Regions from separate parts of the Mus musculus genome. Here all the other regions are linked to region 1. Evidence: chromatin contacts called from public HiChIP or PLAC-seq and promoter capture Hi-C data. All regions are on one chromosome and are shown on one strand. The core of a region is the stretch at or near the end of the contact, and the rest is flanking DNA. Distances in the headings are between cores, read along the strand shown.

Evidence for each region. Promoter capture Hi-C pulls out the DNA fragments that hold promoters and counts their contacts. HiChIP or PLAC-seq counts read pairs in DNA pulled down with a chosen protein or histone mark.
Region 2: a promoter capture Hi-C map of hippocampal neurons shows a contact between it and region 1, with 4 times the contacts expected there. The contact joins the enhancer-like site here to the promoter of Tmem126a in region 1. A contact is called at or near these places in 6 of 39 promoter capture datasets (cranial neural crest, frontonasal cranial neural crest, hippocampal neurons and 3 more), 11 of 115 datasets of contacts at active chromatin or transcription factors (differentiating embryonic stem cells, embryonic forebrain, embryonic hindbrain and 7 more) and 1 of 9 other capture datasets (embryonic stem cells).
Region 3: a contact with region 1 is called in an H3K4me3 HiChIP or PLAC-seq map of forebrain, with 5 times the contacts expected there. The contact joins the enhancer-like site here to the promoter of Tmem126a in region 1. A contact is called at or near these places in 5 of 39 promoter capture datasets (the 3T3-L1 cell line, cranial neural crest, frontonasal cranial neural crest and 2 more), 20 of 115 datasets of contacts at active chromatin or transcription factors (SST interneurons, VIP interneurons, cardiomyocytes and 12 more) and 1 of 9 other capture datasets (embryonic stem cells).

The regions. Positions count from the first base shown.
Region 1 is chr7:90,455,776-90,458,475 of GRCm38.p6, forward strand. Tmem126a (transmembrane protein 126A) reads right to left here and starts at 1,428. Exons shown (of 5, transcript NM_025460.3): 1 at 1,297-1,428.
Region 2 is chr7:91,217,197-91,219,924 of GRCm38.p6, forward strand. All of the region lies in intron 1 of Dlg2 (discs large MAGUK scaffold protein 2), which reads left to right. Among named protein-coding and RNA genes, the nearest start is that of Gm24552, 24 kb to the right of the region's middle. Within about 2 kb of position 1,330, at least 14 of the 459 cell types and tissues checked have an H3K27ac peak or open chromatin away from gene starts, as enhancers often do. A contact at or near this core is called in forebrain and hippocampal neurons, where this site is marked.
Region 3 is chr7:91,428,684-91,431,413 of GRCm38.p6, forward strand. All of the region lies in intron 1 of Dlg2 (discs large MAGUK scaffold protein 2), which reads left to right. Among named protein-coding and RNA genes, the nearest start is that of Gm24552, 190 kb to the left of the region's middle. Within about 2 kb of position 1,443, at least 7 of the 459 cell types and tissues checked have an H3K27ac peak or open chromatin away from gene starts, as enhancers often do. A contact at or near this core is called in SST interneurons, VIP interneurons and forebrain, where this site is marked.

The sequences.
Region 1 (2,700 bases), core at 178-2,677:
CATGACTGTAGTTGAAACAGTTGGGGGGTGGGCTCAGGGCTGTCCTTGATAATACTGGAATTTGAGGCCAGCAGAGCTACATGAAAATTTATTACAGGAAAACAAAAATCCAAAGAATTTGTGCTAGACAAGTGGGGTGGAGGGGTGATGCAACAGACAGAGCCTCACATCATGAGAGAAAGCCAACATCCAGTAAACAACAAAAACATGAGGTGGAAGCTAAGATAACAGGGATGTCATTAGGTACACAGGTAATTAGTTTCACTTGGAAGCATTCAGGAAAGCTGTGACATCTGCTGGTGGAACTATAAGTTGTATTTCAAGTGTAATAGCCACTTTGTAAAGATGATTAGGTGTCAAGGGTTAGAAAGGGCTCAGTAGTTTTGAGAGAACACTATTGCAAAGAACAAGGGTTCCAGGGGACTGGAATCCTCTTCACCCTTCATAGGCATTGCAGGCATGTGGACACATGATGAAAGATTCGAGCCCTAGCACCCACGTCAAAGCTCACACACAGCTGTAACTTCAGGCCTAGGGTGATCTAATGCCCTTTTCTGGCCTGAGCAGGCATGGTACACATAGGATGAATATCAGTGTAGAATGGTGGATTCGTTTTTACTAGATTGGGCTCTTTAAAAACATACTTCCTGGTGACAGGAAAAAAGTCTGCAACCTGTGGTGATACCTCTACTATTGGGAAGCTGAGGCCGGAGGGTTGTGAGTTCCTGGATGTACTCCAAGACCCTATTTCAAAAGATAAAACAGTAGTAGCAATAAACCAAAACTCAGAAATAACCTGATAATAAATCAGCCTGTCTTGGGTCACCATTCGTATTAGTTAGCTGTGACAGCACTGGAACAATGTCTTACCAAATCTTGGGTACCTGTTGTATATATACAATGATTTGGAAAATGCTGCATGTGCAAAATTCCATAAATCTTGACTTAAAAATTAACCTCGAAAGTAAAATACAGATTTAGCGGTTTAGATCAGGATCCCAGGATTCAAGTCCTGTTTCTTCTTCCTGGTATTATTTCTCAGTTAATAAATCCCCATCAAAGACAAAGACACCTTGAAATACTACAAAGATCTCTGAAAGTTTCTGCATAAAAACCAAGCATCGGAAAATTAAACGTAGCAATTTGTAAATTGGCAGTGATTCTTCAACTCAATCAATTCAGCCAGGTCTTCCCCCTCACGGGTGGAAAGTGAAGACCGGGTCAGCACACACAGCGTTCCCCACCCTCGTGGCCACCCCGCGCCTCTCCCAGCGCGACATTGGCACAGCTACTCACCATTCGGCAGAATGAAGGCAGCTAATGGCAGCCTCCCCAGCCGCCGGTGCTTGCCCGGGTCCTCCCGCGCCGAGTCTACCGCAACCTTCGCTAGGGTCGTCTGAGCTCCATCTTTGGCTCACACGTGACTCTGTCTCCGCCTCTGTTTCCTGTCCACGGGCTTCCGGTCCAGGAGACGCTAAACTGTGGACTAGCGGTGAGGACTGGCGAGTCCGCTATAGCCCATCCCGGGTACAGCCTGCAGAAACAGCGGTGTGGCGGTGGCTGGGCTCGACACCACCCCGCCTGGGCACGCAGCCCGACTTCCGAGTCCCCGATCCTGGCGTAGGTTGCATGGCAGCCGCTAGGCTACGGGCTGATGAAGGCAACGTTGGCAGTGAAGTTAGCCTGAGATTGACTTTTTGCTCCATCTCGCTCTTGGATCTTTGTGCCATGTTATGCTGTGGGTGACTTCCAGCAGAACGTGAGCAATTCCAGAGCGAGTGCTTTTTTTTTGTTTTGTTTTGTTTTCCTCAGCATTCCCCATGTCCTCTAGAACACTGCTTCTGTGAAACAGGGTTAACGGAATGTAGTGAAAAACTAACGGTTCAAAAGTAAGGGAGCCGCACGTGATAACGTACGCCTTAATCCCAGAATTCAGTAGCCTGAGGCAGGGGGATTTCTGTGAATTCCAGGCCAGTCTGGTCTGCGTACAGTGTGAATTCCAAACAAAACAGCCAGGGGGAGGCTTAGGGTATAAGTCAGCACCACTGGGAACCAATGTTGTGAGTTTCCGTCTCAGTTTTCATCTGCATCTGTAAAACAGGAAAGGACAAAATTCTTTACCTGGTTATTTTGTAAAATTGTGAGTAGACTATAAAGACGCTTACCAAACTGAGAGGCCTGGAATTTATCAGAAGACTAATGAGTAAGATCCCTGTCCCGAAAGATTCCTGTCCCGAGAGGCATCAAGTCAATTCTAGTTTTTTTGTTTTTGTTTTTATTTATTTATTTATTTATTTATTTATCTATCTATTTATTTATTTCTAAATAAGACTGTACTCCAATTCCTGTGGAACCAAACCCCGGTCCTCTGCAGGAGCAGCAATTACTCTTAACCAATGAGCGGGGTGTTTGTTTGTTTTTCCCCAGTCCTTTTTACACTTTCCTTGTCCGGTGCTGGCATTAGGGTAGCGCTGACTTATTAGTGTCATTTAGCAACTGTTCACTTTTGGGAGCGTTTGTATCATTTTGATGTCATTTGCTGAATGTTTGGTAGAATCATCACGGGAGACTTCTAAGCCCAGAGTTTTCCTGATTGATAGAATTGTAATATAAATTCAGCATCTATAATAGATATTTCACTGTTCTATGCGTAGATACCTTTTAGATTGAACATCAAAACTTTTCTCAGAACAATTGAAA
Region 2 (2,728 bases), core at 80-2,579, 760 kb after region 1:
AAATACAAGGTTAGCCCTCGCCTTGACCCTCTTTCACTCAGGCTTTGAGAAGCTGTAAGTGGGGTTGCAGGAGGTCTTTGTGTGCTGTGTTTGAGCATACTGCCCAACAATCCTGGGAAAGGGCAGCATTTCTACATTGTTCCCCCAAGGAAGGTTGAAAAACTAGTCTGGAGAACTGATTTGCAAACTGCTCTTCCTAGATGATTTCCTTTGTGTCCTTTCTGCTCATTTCCCATACAGTCTTCTATGCACTACGTACAAAAGCTGTAGGACTAAGTTCAGTTTGCATATAGGTAACTATTTGGCAATATCATTTCAGTTTGGAAGCACAGAGCTGCCGCAAGTCCCCATGAGTCTCTCTGTGACTAAGCCAGAGGCCCCAAGTCCTCATGAGTCTCTCTATGACTAAGTCAGAGAAAGAGAACAAAGGCAAGGAACTTGGCTCAAACCTGAGAACATTTACATACATTTATGTACATGCTCAGCATATTTTGTTGTGAAATGTGCCAATTTCTGGAGTCCTATTGGATGACTGCACTTCAAGTGTTTGAGTAAATAATACATTAGGGGATATAGACAATCAAATAATCATGTGGCAAATATGCCTTTACTGTATTTTTTCCTTAGAGGATTCATTTATAACGGCAAATTCACAGTGATATATGCAACAATGTTGGGAAATTTTGCAGTATGTTATTATATTCATACAATTTGTGCCAAGAGATCTACTATAAATAATCATAAGAAAATGCCCTTTAATGTATCACAACTATACATAGCAATGTTATTACCCTGGTTGGTCTTATTAGGTCACAATGAGAAAAATGCTCCTCACAGTGTTAGACACTGACTGCATGTATGCATGTATTCAGTAAGTATCTCTTAACAACTTCTCGGTCTGCATAATGTGCTGAGTCCTAACCATAGCTTATATGGGAGGTCTCTGTTCTTTGAGCATCTGAATCACATACTGAGAATAATGAGGAAAGATCCCCATTATTCCCAGACCTTTTCTGTTTTCCCTCTCCCTAGCTGATGACCTGAGATGTAAATGTCAATTAGATGCATTTTGTAAACTAGATTTGGGTTCTCCTTTCCTTGTGGTCCCACAACGTTTTGAATGAACCTGGAGAGAGTTTGCAGAGTGTTCTGGGATGTATCTGTCACCATTAGAAACATTCATGTATTCATAAATGTCTTCCAGGAGCTGAGAAATGGAATTTGGGGCCGACCATAAGTGAAGCATATTCCCTTTTCTGCAGCAGCCCAGGGTAGTTTAGAGGAAGTGCATATTTGGGTGTCTAATTACCATACTTAGTAAGGTGACAGATGCATGTACTGGGTAACGAGGTCAGAGAGTGGAAATGAGCACTTCATCCGTATATAGCAGAAATGGTGTAGAGAGAGGGATGAATTTAGAAAAAAATTTTGTGTGAACAACGTGAGTTCAAATAGGAGGATCATTTTGGGAAAAGCCAGAGGGACTGAGTGAGTGAACAGATCTGGCTCCAGAAGGACACATGCCACAGGAGTGGGAAGACACTCAAACCACAGGAGTGGGAAGCACCCTGGGGAGGGAGGGAGCAGGAAAGAAACAGTCTGGCTGCTACAGAAACAACAGAAAGCAGAGGAGGCCCCTGGAGGCGAACTCACCAGAGAGGCTGCTGAGAGGAGAGGCAGTCTGGAAAAGACACAGGGCTTAGTCCACCAGAGATGGAGTGTGGGCGAGTGTGGGGGCTTTTGATGCGAGAGGCAAGAGATTAGATTTTACCTGCACCACTTCTTGATTTGCCTTAATGAACTTCACAGTGCCTGGGAACTCTAATTGTACTTGTTTGGGTTTGCAGTTAAGAGACCTAGATTTAAAAAAAAAAAAAAAAAAAAAAACATATCTTCTTATGAAGGCCATTACTCTTCAAAAGGAGAGCTGCATCAAGATTTACTTCAGAGTCTTTATTTGGCCTCCTGGGCCTTAATTAAAAAGAAGAGTTATGTAAAGAGGAGAGCTTTGCCTGTGTTACTGAACATGGGGCATGGTGTCCCAGAGAGATTTATAATGCAGGTAGGTCTGTGGTTGCAGCCATTCTTTTGAAGATCATCTACAGCTCTGTCTTATAGCCACCTAAGTGCCAATATTCAGGGAGGGCAGGCAAACCAGACCAGGTGGTATGCCTCAGAGATCTTGCTTGCTCACTGGGGCATCATTTAGCTCCATCCTAGGGAACCACCATTTGCCTGGCTGGAGGAAAGGAGGAACGGTGTAATGAGAACTCAATGCTCTGAGGATCTTGTGCTACAACACTGTGTCATCTCGGGGGATGCAGTGATCCTTCCAGGCTGTATTTAGTGATGTTGGGATGTCCCAGCCTGGGATTAAGAAGTGTTTAGTTTTCCCTTCTCCTTCTCTGTATAATAAATGTAGATAGTGAGCCCTGTGTGTACAAATGGTGGGTGGTATTTCAGGAATTTTTTTATATGGTGCAGAACAAACCATTATCTCAGTATGTGTCTCCAGTCACACTTTTTATAAGTCACACTTTTCGGATACAAAGTTTGGGACTGAGAGGAGTTAACAGGTTATACTGGTGCTCTTGCTGGTTATTGGTAGAATTGGGCTTTAAAAAAAAATCCCAGGTTCTTTTAAGAATGATAGAGTTAAGCAGACTTTAAACTTGTTAAGGATGAGTCATCATAATGATGTAATTCTTTTTTTTTTAAAGGACATTTT
Region 3 (2,730 bases), core at 193-2,692, 970 kb after region 1:
TGAAATTATACAAAAAGGCCACATGCAGATACAAGAGGTACCCATAGAAGCGGCTGTCACTGTGACAAAAGGATGGACCATCTAGTGATTGCCATATGCAGGGATCCATCCCATAATCAGCTTCCAAATGCTGACACCATTGCATACACTAGCAAGATTTCGCTGAAAGGACCCAGATATAGCTCTCTCTTGTGAGACTATGCCGGAGCCTAGCAAACACAGAAGTGGATGATCACAGTCAGCTATTGGATGGGCAACACGGCCCCTAATGGAGGAGCTAGAGAAATTACCCAAGGAGCTAAAGGGAACTGCAACCCTATAGGTGGAACAACAATATGAACTAACCAGTACCCGGGAGCTCTTGTCTTTAGCTGCATATGTATCAAAAGATGGCCTAGTCGGCCATCACTGCAAAGAGAGGCCCATTGGACTTGCAAACTTTATATGCCCCAGTACAGGGGAACACCAGGGCCAAAAAGGGGGAGTGGGTGGGTAGGGGATTGGGGGGGGTGGGTATGGGGGACCTTTGGGATAGCATTGAAAATGTAAACGAGGAAATTACCTAATTAAAAAAAAAAAAAAAGAAGCGGCTGTCACATTGTCACCTGACCTATTGAGCCTTATGACCCATACTGAGCCTTACTACTTGTTGATAATGTACACCACATGCAGTGTGTGCTTTCTTCAACTAACCTGTTATTGTACCAGGGTAATTACATACACATATGCACTTAATATCTGCCCACCCAACCAGACTACCAAGTCCATGAAAGAAGGGGGAACAAAGCTCTTGATTAACATAGCCAAGTACAAAATGCATGATCTGTACCTAGCAAATGATTTCTGGGGCTGGGAGTGATGAGCATCGGATAATAATGAGCGATGATGGATCATGGCCAAAGCACAGCAACAAGACCTGGTGGCAACATGTGAGTACCCCAGCTCCGGAACACTATTTGTTTTCTTTGACAGCAAAGTTAGTAACCCAGACCTGAAACAGTAGCCTCTCCCTTTAAAATTAAGTTCAGCAACCGCCCCCATCTTCTTGCCTCAATAAAGCTTCTATTTTTCCTGTACATAAATTATGTTCAAGGCAAGCAACCTGTGCATGTCTACACAAAATGGTATCATGGTGTTACTCATTCTTCCTGGGGATCACTGGGCACACAGGCCTCCTCCCTTCCTTGTAGAAAGCTGCCATCTCTCCTGGAAGGGTCTTAGAGGAGTCCAGTCAGATCCCCTGAGACTCCATTAGCTCCCAAGGCCACGATGAAGCATTCTTCTGAATAAAGTTAAGTTCTACTTCTTCCAATTAACAGCAGATGATGAAAGTGCCTGCCAATTCTGTTGCATTTCAGCTGGGTGTTTTGCTCTTGCTTGGCCATTTGTAAAATGTGAACCTTCCTAATGGGGACCTAGTTAGTCATTGGATTAATGAGTTTCAGCTGAATTAATCGTGCCTAGCCCACTGTGAGTGTTCAGTAATAGTCGCTAGCAATTTATATGCTGACTTAAGTTGCTCCATTGAAGAACATCGGCTGGAATCAATATTGTGTAGCTGTCCTACTGCATTTGACTTAAAGAAAAAGATGACGCCTGTAGATTTGGAGCTCAGATTATATATAGCCCTGTAGCGGATGTTCTCTGAATCGTAAAAGGAATTTCAAAGGGTGTTGAGACTAATTTCTTCCTGTGAGTTTCCCACAATTATACAAGATGGTTAAGTCCAAGGTGATAAATCTTTTGGAGATAGGTTCTTCTTCCTACAAGTTTATCTATGTGAATATCTACCTTTATCTGTCTTTATCAGTGTTTCGTTCCTCATTAGTGTGGTGGCTAAAAATGAGTAGAGGAAGTTTGTCACAAGCAGCTTGTTAAGGCTCAGTCCAGACCCTCGTTCCAGACAGGTGCTCAATAACTGTAATTTAATTAATTTAAAATTAAAATAGAATTCGAAAGTTTACAAAAGTTAGTGGAAAGTGTCAATGAAAGGCAAAACAAAAAAATTCCAATCAGCAAAGAGTGACATTTGCAGATCTTAGGAGGTGAAGTTTGTGCTTTGATTACAGCGAAACATATGGTGCTCCATGCCTTATGGCAAATATTTGCATTTTGAAAGCTTTTAATTAGAAGGAATTACAATTCCACAGAGATCCCCATAGCTCGAGAATGGAGTTTAAAAAACAAATCAATATTACGTGTTTGTTAAATTATAACCTTGGTGGGAAATCAATAAAATGCTTGCTGAGAGATATATTTGAGTACTCAACTGAACTGTGGCAATTCTTGCCAAAGGCTGAGTCTGATTATTTATTTAAGCATAGTCATTAAGTGAACTACTTCATTATATCGGTATATTATAATGACTCTTGTACACATACATTGCAGGGACACTAGTTCCCAAGCTACGCCATCTCCAGCTTCCTTGCACTCTTCCTTCACTACCCCTACCTCTTGTTACCACCAAACTTTATTTTTAATGACTTCTAAGTGATTTGGTTAAATGACAATGAGAAAAAGTACAAGTTCTATACTGTAAGTACGTAGTTAGTTACTACATAAAGTGTTCAAAATTAATATATTTGCCTTCTCAATACATCGGTAGTAGATTCTAATCTACTGTGCCCTAGAACCCAGCCAAAGAAAACTCTCTTCTGACTACCCGTTGGCCAGTAGAAACCAACTGAAAAGAGACAGATAAAAAGGTATATATATATATATATTTACTGA